2 separate regions of the Gossypium hirsutum genome follow, and region 2 is linked to region 1. Evidence: chromatin contacts called from public Hi-C data. All regions are on one chromosome and are shown on one strand. The core of a region is the stretch at or near the end of the contact, and the rest is flanking DNA. Distances in the headings are between cores, read along the strand shown.

Evidence for each region. Hi-C and Micro-C count contacts between places; a contact is called where the count stands out from the background.
Region 2: a contact with region 1 is called in a Hi-C map of leaf, with 4 times the contacts expected there. The contact joins the promoter of LOC107922580 here to the promoter of LOC107894218 in region 1. A contact is called at or near these places in 3 of 34 Hi-C or Micro-C datasets (callus, leaf and seedling).

Annotation. Positions count from the first base shown.
Region 1 is chrA13:48,507,688-48,512,734 of Gossypium_hirsutum_v2.1, reverse strand. It overlaps LOC107894218 (protein MICRORCHIDIA 6), which reads right to left and starts at 3,048. Exons shown (of 22, transcript XM_016819458.2): 1 at 2,723-3,048; 2 at 2,476-2,546; 3 at 1,894-2,271; 4 at 1,723-1,797; 5 at 1,583-1,617; 6 at 809-887; 7 at 581-670; 8 at 431-506. The coding sequence starts at 2,263.
Region 2 is chrA13:49,146,615-49,151,661 of Gossypium_hirsutum_v2.1, reverse strand. LOC107922580 (5-amino-6-(5-phospho-D-ribitylamino)uracil phosphatase, chloroplastic) reads right to left here and starts at 1,986. Exons shown (of 3, transcript XM_016852672.2): 1 at 1,822-1,986; 2 at 154-1,376. The coding sequence starts at 1,292.

The sequences.
Region 1 (5,047 bases), core at 1,799-4,298:
ACCCCCAGTTCAACAACTTCCAAACTTTGAGTCACATGACATCCAAAAGCCTAAACTCAGGTTGCAAGAAAAGTCACTTGAACCCTAATATGCAATCCATCTATCTTACTAATTTTTAACACGGGTTGGACAATCAATTCTTTAAAATAAATATAACAAGTTAAAATAATATTGCTCCCTTGTGTTCTGAGGGAGAAAAAAAAAAAAGATTGATAGCCTTATCATTGCAAAATTTTCCAGCAATACTTCAGTTTTTTTCATAAATAAAAATTATTTTTCATCAGAAATTTATGGAAATGACAAATTTATCCTATAAACCAACATGAAATAATAATAAACTTTAATAGTCTACCTATAGAAAACATACAAGACTAACAAGAATACAATTTTGATGCACGAGGAAGAAAATATCATTGTAGAGGAACCAAACCTATCATCCAGGTGGCGGCTGAATACAATCACATCTGCTCCAAGTCTCATAGAACTTGTCTTGAAACCATTGCCATCTGGAAGCCAGAACTTTTGTAAATATAAAAAGAAAGAACCAACAAATATTCCAAACAAAACATAAGATTAATACATTGTCCAATTGCAGATTTTGACTTCTTATCAGAAAATCCAAAGCTCATGCAGCGACGGATTGCTTCAGGGTCCATTCCACCACCATCATCTAATGGTATATTATCAAGTTATGAGAAGTGCTAGTTACAAATATTGGATTATAGACAACTTTTACAAAGAAGCAAAAAACAAAGGATCATAAATGAAGAGGTATATGATCATTTTTATTAAATTGAGAAAAAAATACCTTGAACTAACAAAGCTGGACTCCCATCCCTCGGGTTTGATATTTTATCTACAATGACAAAAGTGGCCCCATTTTGGATCTATCCAATTTGAAAGAAATAAGATATGAATTGCCCAACATTGAGAATTCATCAAAATAGCAAATTGGGGAACACATTGTAGTAATCTAATTAACTGTGCGTATATTCACCTACAAAAAGGCTATTAATAGGGTAATAATGTGATATAAGCTTCATCTATGCTTAAATTTTCAGTCATTAAACACGCTAACCATAATTTTAATAAAAATATATACATAGAAGAAGAATTTGTCTTCTGGCCAAAAAAAAGAGCTTGTTTAGCCTAGTAAACCACTAATACTTAGCTTTGGTCTAGTTACAACATTACCTGTATTGCAGCCTTTATTTTATTCAGGTTGGTCTTATTCCCATCTTTTAATGATTACAGGAATATACAAGTTGAATTATGACTTCTAAGATTGTAATAGAAATTTTAAATCTCTAGTTACAGGTCAATCCACATTAACATTCATAACCTGGTCTACCTTCTAATTGTAAACATAAATCAATGCCGTTGTTAAATCACTAAATTCTGGAATCCCGAACAAATTTTAATATCAATTACAATAAATCAGACAAAACAGTTATATTATTAAATCCTCGTTTTACGACCATTTTATCATATAATAAAGTTTTCAAAAAGAAATCCTATACCATGCATTTGTACCACTAAACAAGACAGATATACTCCACCAACAAATTAAGTTGAAATTCACCTCATCAATGGCATTGTCAAGTAGTTCAGCAACAGCTGCAAACAAATAACAAACAAAATACAGTGTAATCATGCAAAGGTACTCATTGCCAAAAGAAAATGTACGAAGTATAAAAAATTATCTGCATAAGCTAGACATACCACCAAAAGCCCACTTATGTGAGGTGGCATTTGAATGAAGAAACAAGGGGTGCACATGTAGATAATTTGTGCTATCTGTTGTTGTTTTTTTTAAAAAAAAAAAGCACAATAAAAAGTTAAGATGGATCAGCAATTAGGGAATCACAATTCATTAGACTGATAGCTACATACTTTGTAGCGTGACCTTGGAACCAAGGCCACCTTCATAGCTCCCAGCTTTCCAGAATTGTCGACAAATTGGTGCTGGAGATACAGCTGATGTCGAACAGACCCCTGTATCATCCCCTGGAGACTGGCATTGCTCCAAAACACTAGTACTACTTTGACCAGTACTTAAAGCATTATTTGAGCTTTTATTTTCTTCAGAGGCTTGTTTTCTAGCTTGTGTTTTGGAACTGAAAAGCTTAACAGGTTGAACGCTATGGTTCTGTTGCTGCTGTATCATGCTCCCAATGGTACCAGGTTCCAATTTAACAGGTTTCAGGTCGACCTCTCCAAGTTCATCATCACTAGATAAGTCCACAACGTCAAGACAATTCATCTCCAAAACTGTAAATAGAAATGAAAACAGGCTTCACCTAAGAACATGTTACAAAAAAAAAAATCATAATGCATGCAAAAAGAAAACCCGATAGCTTGGATTCCCAGTAACTAAGGAAATTGAAATTATTCAAATTAAACATAACTCAATCGGAAACATCTATTATACCCAGAAATTAAGAGGTAAATAAATTAAATTAGGGGATGCGGAACCTTTTGCTAGGAAAACCTAAGGGTTCTTCTTCGGTGAAAAAGACTATGGACGCCAAACTGCAACGCGGAAGCTGCACAATATCGTTTCAGTTTAGATTTCCCCAACATCAATTAAATAACATGAAAATCTACTGATATCAAAGTATAAAACTCAAGAAAAACTGAGAACAGAATGAAAACAAACAAAAAAAACAAACGGGACTTTCAAGTTTCTTTGGCGGGGTTCAGAAATTTTTGAAACCCTAACTTGTATTCACCAAGGGCAGAGAAGAGAATAAATCAACAAAGGAGGCCAAAGTGAAATTAGAATGTAGCCTTCAAAATCAAACGAAATGAGAACTATAAACAGGGATGCAAATGGTGGTTTAGGGGTTGTGGCGAATGCTGGCGCTCGCCTGTTGAAATTGGAAGGAGGGCCGAAACAGTAGATTACATGAGTGCGGCTTCAGGCGGGTTGAAGGCGAAGGGGAGAGACTCGAGGCTGTTTTAGCTGGTGTGGGTAACCTCGAGTCTGTTGAGCTGGTGCGGGTAATTTAGATTATGGCATAATCAAAATTAGGCAGAAAACAATGTAAACTATCTGTATATTATTTTATTGTATTATATATTAAACTACAACTTTTAAAAAACTTTTAAATTCACAAGAATATTTTTTATATTTTACTATATTATTAAATTAATGTTTAAAATATATTTCACTTTAATACTATTAATTATAACTTTATTTAAAATTAATTTGTGATTATTTTATTGACTCTAAAATAGAATTATGACTTAAATAAAAATCTAAGCATAGTGACTTTCAATAAGTCAAAATAACTAATAATTAATGTTAAAATAAATAAAGTTATAATTTGAATAGAAATCTAAGTATATAAAGAGGGATTGATTTTTTACATTAAAAAATAGAGATTGATTTTATCTTTTAACTATCACTTAATTAGTATTAAAGTTATATATCAATTTAAATTTAAATTTATAAATAGTATCTATTACATTTAAGTAAAATCATCGATAAAAAGAATGAAAAATATTAGCATTAATAAATTAAAAGTATTTTAAAATGAAATATTCAAAGGATAACGAAGAGATATGTAAGATCATTTTAGTTAATGATGATATTATATAATATTATGTTATTTAAAAAAATAATTATAAGCATGTACTCTTTTATTCTTTCGTTTTTACCTTATTATTCAATGCACAACTTTACTTGCACAAAGCCACTTCAATTTCATACCCAAACATGTCCAAGTAATCACATTCATCATCAATTCAACTTATAACATCTACATGGCCTTTAAACATATCATTCCTTTATAAAAGTTTACATATCAACCATTAACCATTTACCATTTACCATCTTTATCATTATCAATTCACATCTAATATTACCATTTCAAATGTCATAATCACAACTCAAACCATTTACCAAAAGCATATCATCTCAACAAGCATTACCATTAGGCAAAGTCATACATAAAATAGATTTTAAACTAAGTTATCATTCAAGGTTAACCAAATACAAGACACCTATATATATGCCACAAAACCAAGCTTAAAATGATTGAAAACTATCGGATCAATAACAGGATAGTGTGAGCTTCTCAACAATTCACAAGTTGGCAATATACAAGAAAAGGGAAAGCAATGGAGTAATCATATCGAATGTGTTAAACCAAGTTTTATTTGATAAAATATTTTGATATAACAAATATAATATCTTTTAATACAAATTGTTTTTTAACAAAGACTTAATTAAGTTTAAAGTAAAAAAATTTCAAACACTTTGAGAATCACTTTGAACACTTAAAAAATACTTTGAACAAATTTCAAACTTCTTAAAACAAGTGAAAAATTGCTCCCTAATACTTATAAAGTTGTTTTCTAAGCTTTGAAGTTCAGAAACATTGAGCAAAAACAACAAGTATCGATATTTTTCAATATGTATCGATACATATACATTTTTATCGATTCATATTCTTAGTATCGATACGAAAATGCCATTATGGATTTTTTTATCAAAGTAAAAATACCAATACTTATCATTAAGTATCGATACCATGATATTTTTATTGATACCTTTTTCAATATTGATACGAAATTGGCATTCTGACTTCGAATGAGAATTGAGAAAAAGTATTAGTATCGATACCTATAAAAAAATTTTGATACCCTCTATTGGTATTAATATGATTTTAAGGTTTGATGTTTTGAAAATTATTCAAAAAATTACCCTAGTATCGATACCCATAAAAAAATATCGATACTTTTAATCAAGTATTGATAAATCTCTCCAGGTATCGATGTGAAAATGGCCAACAGTCACTAAATTGGACATTAAATGCTCTAAGTATCGATACCTATAAAAAATTATCGATGCCTATTGTTGCATGTGGCATTAATGTTCTAGTCTTTTACATCCCAACAACTCTATTCAATTTCACAACAATCACAACGGTTGGAAATCAATTTGGGAGTAAGATCAAAAGGTTTATCCTATCAACCTTTGTGCAAAAAAATTCTTCACATATTTCTTGTATACATTTGTGAGCATTCATTGTTTTTCTAT
Region 2 (5,047 bases), core at 737-3,236, 640 kb before region 1:
AGTACATACACTGCCATGTTAAAAGTAGTCCAATGCAGACCACATTTCCCCCCTTTTTTTTTCTTTTTTTTCTTTTTTTTGTTATACACATCAGGTCCACTGGGAAACCTTATCACCAGGAACCATATGAATGTAAAATTCTTTTGAAGTTACCAGAAAATATCATCTATTGCTATTGAGGTAGATGGCCGAGACTCTTCTTCCTCTATCTCCAACTCTGACTCAGGCTCCCTGGAACCAAATTCAGCCAACTCTATATCAGCAAGGTTCTTCAGGTCAACAATTGAGAGCTCATCTAAATGGTTCACCACCAAGTCTGCAGCCCCAAGCTCATATACTGGATGCTTGCTAGCAATCGTCACACACTTCATCCATGCATCATGAGCAGCTTCAACTGTCTGATTAGAGTTCCCAAACACAATGCAGCGCTCAGGTATAAATTTCAGAAGCTGTGCAGCATAAACAAACATTTCAGGATCTGGTTTTCCCCGGTAAACATCTTCTGCCGCAACAATGACGCTGAAGAACCCTTCCATCCCAATGGGTCGAATGGCAGTCTCAAGAACTTTTCTTGGCCGGGTAGATACCAATGCCATTGGTATCTTGTAACGTGTCAAGGCATGTAGAAACTCTTGGGAACCATTACGTAATCTATATATCCCACCTTGCAGAGCTTGGTAAACTTCTTCCCTCCTTGCAGCCATTCTTCTCAATTGTGCTGGATCTCTTGACCAGCACAAAACTTCCGAAATTGCTTGCTCATTTTTCATCCCTTCTATTCTTCTGAGGATAAAGGCAGGGGGAGGAGATTTTCCTTCTTCCTCAGCAAGAGCCAGCCAGGCTTGCTTCTCAAGCTGAGGATTATCTTCAACTATAACTCCTTCCCATTCAAATAAAGCGCCTAACCAACCACAGCCCATCCTTTCTTGTCGAAGCAAGGGATTGTGTAAAGAAGGATTATCAGCTCTATTCTCCGGCGACCATAAGCGAGGCTTTTGCTCTACACTAGTATCAAGCAGATAACTCCAGTTTCTTGGTGCTTTTCCTTCATATGCATAAACCTCTTTTGTCAGCTCCATTGCAAGCGCCTTGATGGATGAATTAACTAACCTTTCCACTCTCAATCTTGGCGAAGGAGGAACAACGATCGTTTTGCCAATAAATTCTTTGAAAGGAGACAGGCAGTTACTCAAAGATTTTTGTTTGCAGGAGACATCCCTAGCGGAAAATCTTCCACATAAAGGGCGGTGTCCAAGAAGTGAAGTTGTTGCAATCGACTCTACCATCACCATGTTTAAACAAAACAGGTAGCAATATCTACACCCCCAAACTATATCTTAATAAGATCTTATTTACGCTTCAAATCCCTGTGAACTCTGCTGAATCGAAAGAAACGATTGAGATTAGATAACAAAGATTCAAACTTTCGTCAAGATACATCCAATTCTCCCATCAGCCATCCAGATAAACCCTAAAACAATTTACTAAAAACACCAAGCTATTGTAAGAACGCTGCACGAAGAAAACCCTAAAGTGATTCTTTATCACCAAAAATAAAGGCGAATAATTAAAACAACTTTGTCAAATTAAAAATCTCAATCATAAAAATTAAAAATAAAAATAAAAACAGAAGAAAGAAGTCCTCTTTTAAGGAAAATGAAAGATGACCCATTAACGTTAAACAACGGCATATTAAAAAGAAGCACAGACAGAAAAACGCTGAAAATATCCAACAATCAACAAAAAAAATTAAAAATAATTCAGCTCAAATGACATGTAAATAGAGAATAAATATGAAAATGAAAGAAGCAGCTGAAGAACCTCGGAAGGAAAGAGTTGTTGACGAAAGATGCTACGGCTGTTATGACAAAGAGAGAGAATAGATTCTCCTCCTAAGAATAATTTGTCAATCTCCTTTCCTCTTGTACTTGTTAAAGAAGAAAAAAGATTTTACTATTTTTATTTTCTTAGAAATTACTTTTTCGGTGTGTGGTTTGAAATAAATAAATTTATGGAAGGAAAAGAAGACCGGTGATGGCCGTGGAAGAGTGTCAACGGTTCAAAGTGGGATCCACTTTTTAGACTTGCAAATTGTAATCATCTCTTTTGCTACGTGGTTTCAACGGACCATTTTCATTTCACTTAAAAAACTGTTTTTGATTAGCTCGTCCCAGCCAGCCACATTTTCCGAACAGTTTCATGTCCCATTCGTATTCCTCTTTTTTTAAAAAATTAAGGTTAATGTTCCCTAAAATTTATCTGAATGAGTAATATGAAATCTGTACCAAAATATTTCAATGTAATATTTGAAATTTTGTGTCATAATATGTCCCAAGACAAGTGGCGAAGCTAGGGGCTGACATGGCCCCGGCCCCGACTCCCTAAAATATAAAATTATTATTTAGACTCTTAAAATTTTTTAAAAGTTTTAAATTAGTAAAGGTAAAATTATATTTTGATTCTTTTAAAATTATAAAAATTTAATTTAATTCTTTACAAATTATAAAGATATAAACTATAAAAAATTAAAATTTCATTCGGCCCTTCTTAAATATTATTCTGGCTTTGCCCCTGCTAAAAAACTTAACTCTGTTAAAATTTTGAGTTGATATGCCATTATTCATTGGTGCAAGTTTTTGTCTATTTTGTGTATATAATTTTGGTTGGAGATTTTTAGGAGATTGTGCAACAAATTAGACCTGCTTTTTGTTACCTGGAAGGAAACTAATATTTTCTTATCTTAATATTTTCCATGCTCTAATGGTAATTGATATGAGCAAAACCTTAATGATAATATTTTATCTTTTACAAGTTAGATGCGCATGTACTTAATTTCTTATATATATTGAAGCTTTGTTGTTCCGGTGAGAGTAAATCTGAAAAAACAAATTATGATACTCGAGATAATCTCTTAATAACATGACAAGCAAACTGATCATGGGAGAAATAAGAATGACTAGATCAAGCCCTAGAATGACTAAATCAAGCCCTTCACCATGCCCAAGACAAAGCCCAAGCCTAAGGCTCTCCACTACTTCAATCTCTATTTGCAAGTGGTTCTTGCAAATGGGTTTAATGCATTTCTACATATGTAACACTTCAAAATTTGAAATTAGGGATTAATTTGTTAAATGCATAAATTCTAGGGTTTTATTGTGAAATGATGACAAATATGGGTTGTTTCAAGCTCCCTTGCATGTTTAGTTAACATGGATTTTTATTAAAATGGTTAGATTTTAAGTTATTAGTCTAAGGACTAAATTGTGAAAAAATTAAAATTTTAGGGGTAAAATAATAATTTTGCATAAATATGAACTATGGATTAAATTGAATACTATAAGTTTTAAAGGGATTGAAATTTTCTATTTAGATCAAGATAGACCATGTTCAGACCTAGATCAAGGCAAAGCAAAAGCTTCAGAATAGCTCGATTTAACTTCTACGCCCTAGTCGTCAAGGTAAGTTCGTATAATTGGTTATCGAATTAAAGCTATTTCAAATCATATGTTATTATGTTATTTATAATGCGAATTGATCGATGTATAAACAAATCAATGCTATGACGGTTATTGAGTCTCGATTGAACCTTAGGAATTCGCAGGATACAAATGACATGTCATTAGGGATTTCATGTTTCGAGTGCTGGTCTTAAATGTCCTATCGATGGCTGAGGTACTGTATTTGTTGCAGATACTCCACAGCTCATATGAGCAGCATCGTGTAGCTTACATTCTGACCCACAGTGTAACACCCCTTACCCGTATTCAACGCCGGAACAGGGTACGAGGCATTACCAGACTTAAACACAAGTAAACATACAATTTCGAGCCATAAATTTGGCATCAAATTAAATCTTTTTACAATTAATCATAAAGTCCCTATTACGAGCCTACGAGGCCCAAAACATGCATTGGAGGTGGTTCGGGACTAAACCGAGAAATTTAGAAAATTTTACAACACTTAGAAATTTTTTTGCCTAAACAGGGGTCACACGCCCTTGTGGCTTGGGGTACGCCCATATGGGCAGGCCGTGTAGTCACACATGCCCTTGTCCCTAACCCGTGTAACTTTCTTTTTGTCACCTAAGAAAAAATTGAAGTCACACGGCTAAGACACGTGCCTGTGTCCCGAGGCCTTGTCCTTTACACAGGGGACACACGCCCGTGCCTCTGCCCGTGTGCTCAATTCTGAGCATTCTATTTTGCAACAAATTTAGGTGCAGGGGACATGGCCAAATCACACGTCCATGGGGCTGACCATGTGTCACACATAGCCTAGACACATGCCCATGTGTCTACCCGTGTGGACTATAATAAGGCTATTTACCAAGCCATTGGCCACCCTTATTCACACATACACTTACCCTAATTCAAAGGCACAAAACAATACATACTTAGGCAACCAAAACATCCACATTCATGGTTAAAACATATCAACTTTATATCTTTATCTAACATATTAACTACATTTATTAAGCCCTAAATCAAACATACAAATCTCACATTCATTAGGTTTTATTCAATTACTATCTAGTTACCAAATTATACTCAAATTCATCATCTCATCAATAGGTCACAATTCCAAACATTACACAATTATGCCATAAATCACATTTCCAAATATTTCATATTCACCAAGTATATCATGATCATATCACCATAGATATTGACACATATATGAATATTCTTAGGTTACAACCATGTTGCCACTATAAGCCAACTTACACGGCCAAATAGAAAAACAAGCCTTTGACGATTACAAGCCATTACATTGGCTAAAATCATATGACGTATATAACAAAATGACCAAGTCCATATACATGCCATAACTCAAAATACTTGAATTTATCAATACCCAAAATGATAGCTTGATAGTGTGATAGGATCTCCGGCGATCTCCAACTCGAGCTAGCTTGACGGCACTATAAAACATGGGAAAGGAAGGGGGTAAGCTATATAGCTTAGTGAGTCCGTATGAAAATAATAAACAACTCTTACCAATCATTTACCAAGTCCAATAATATAAACACAAGATAATATAAATTGCA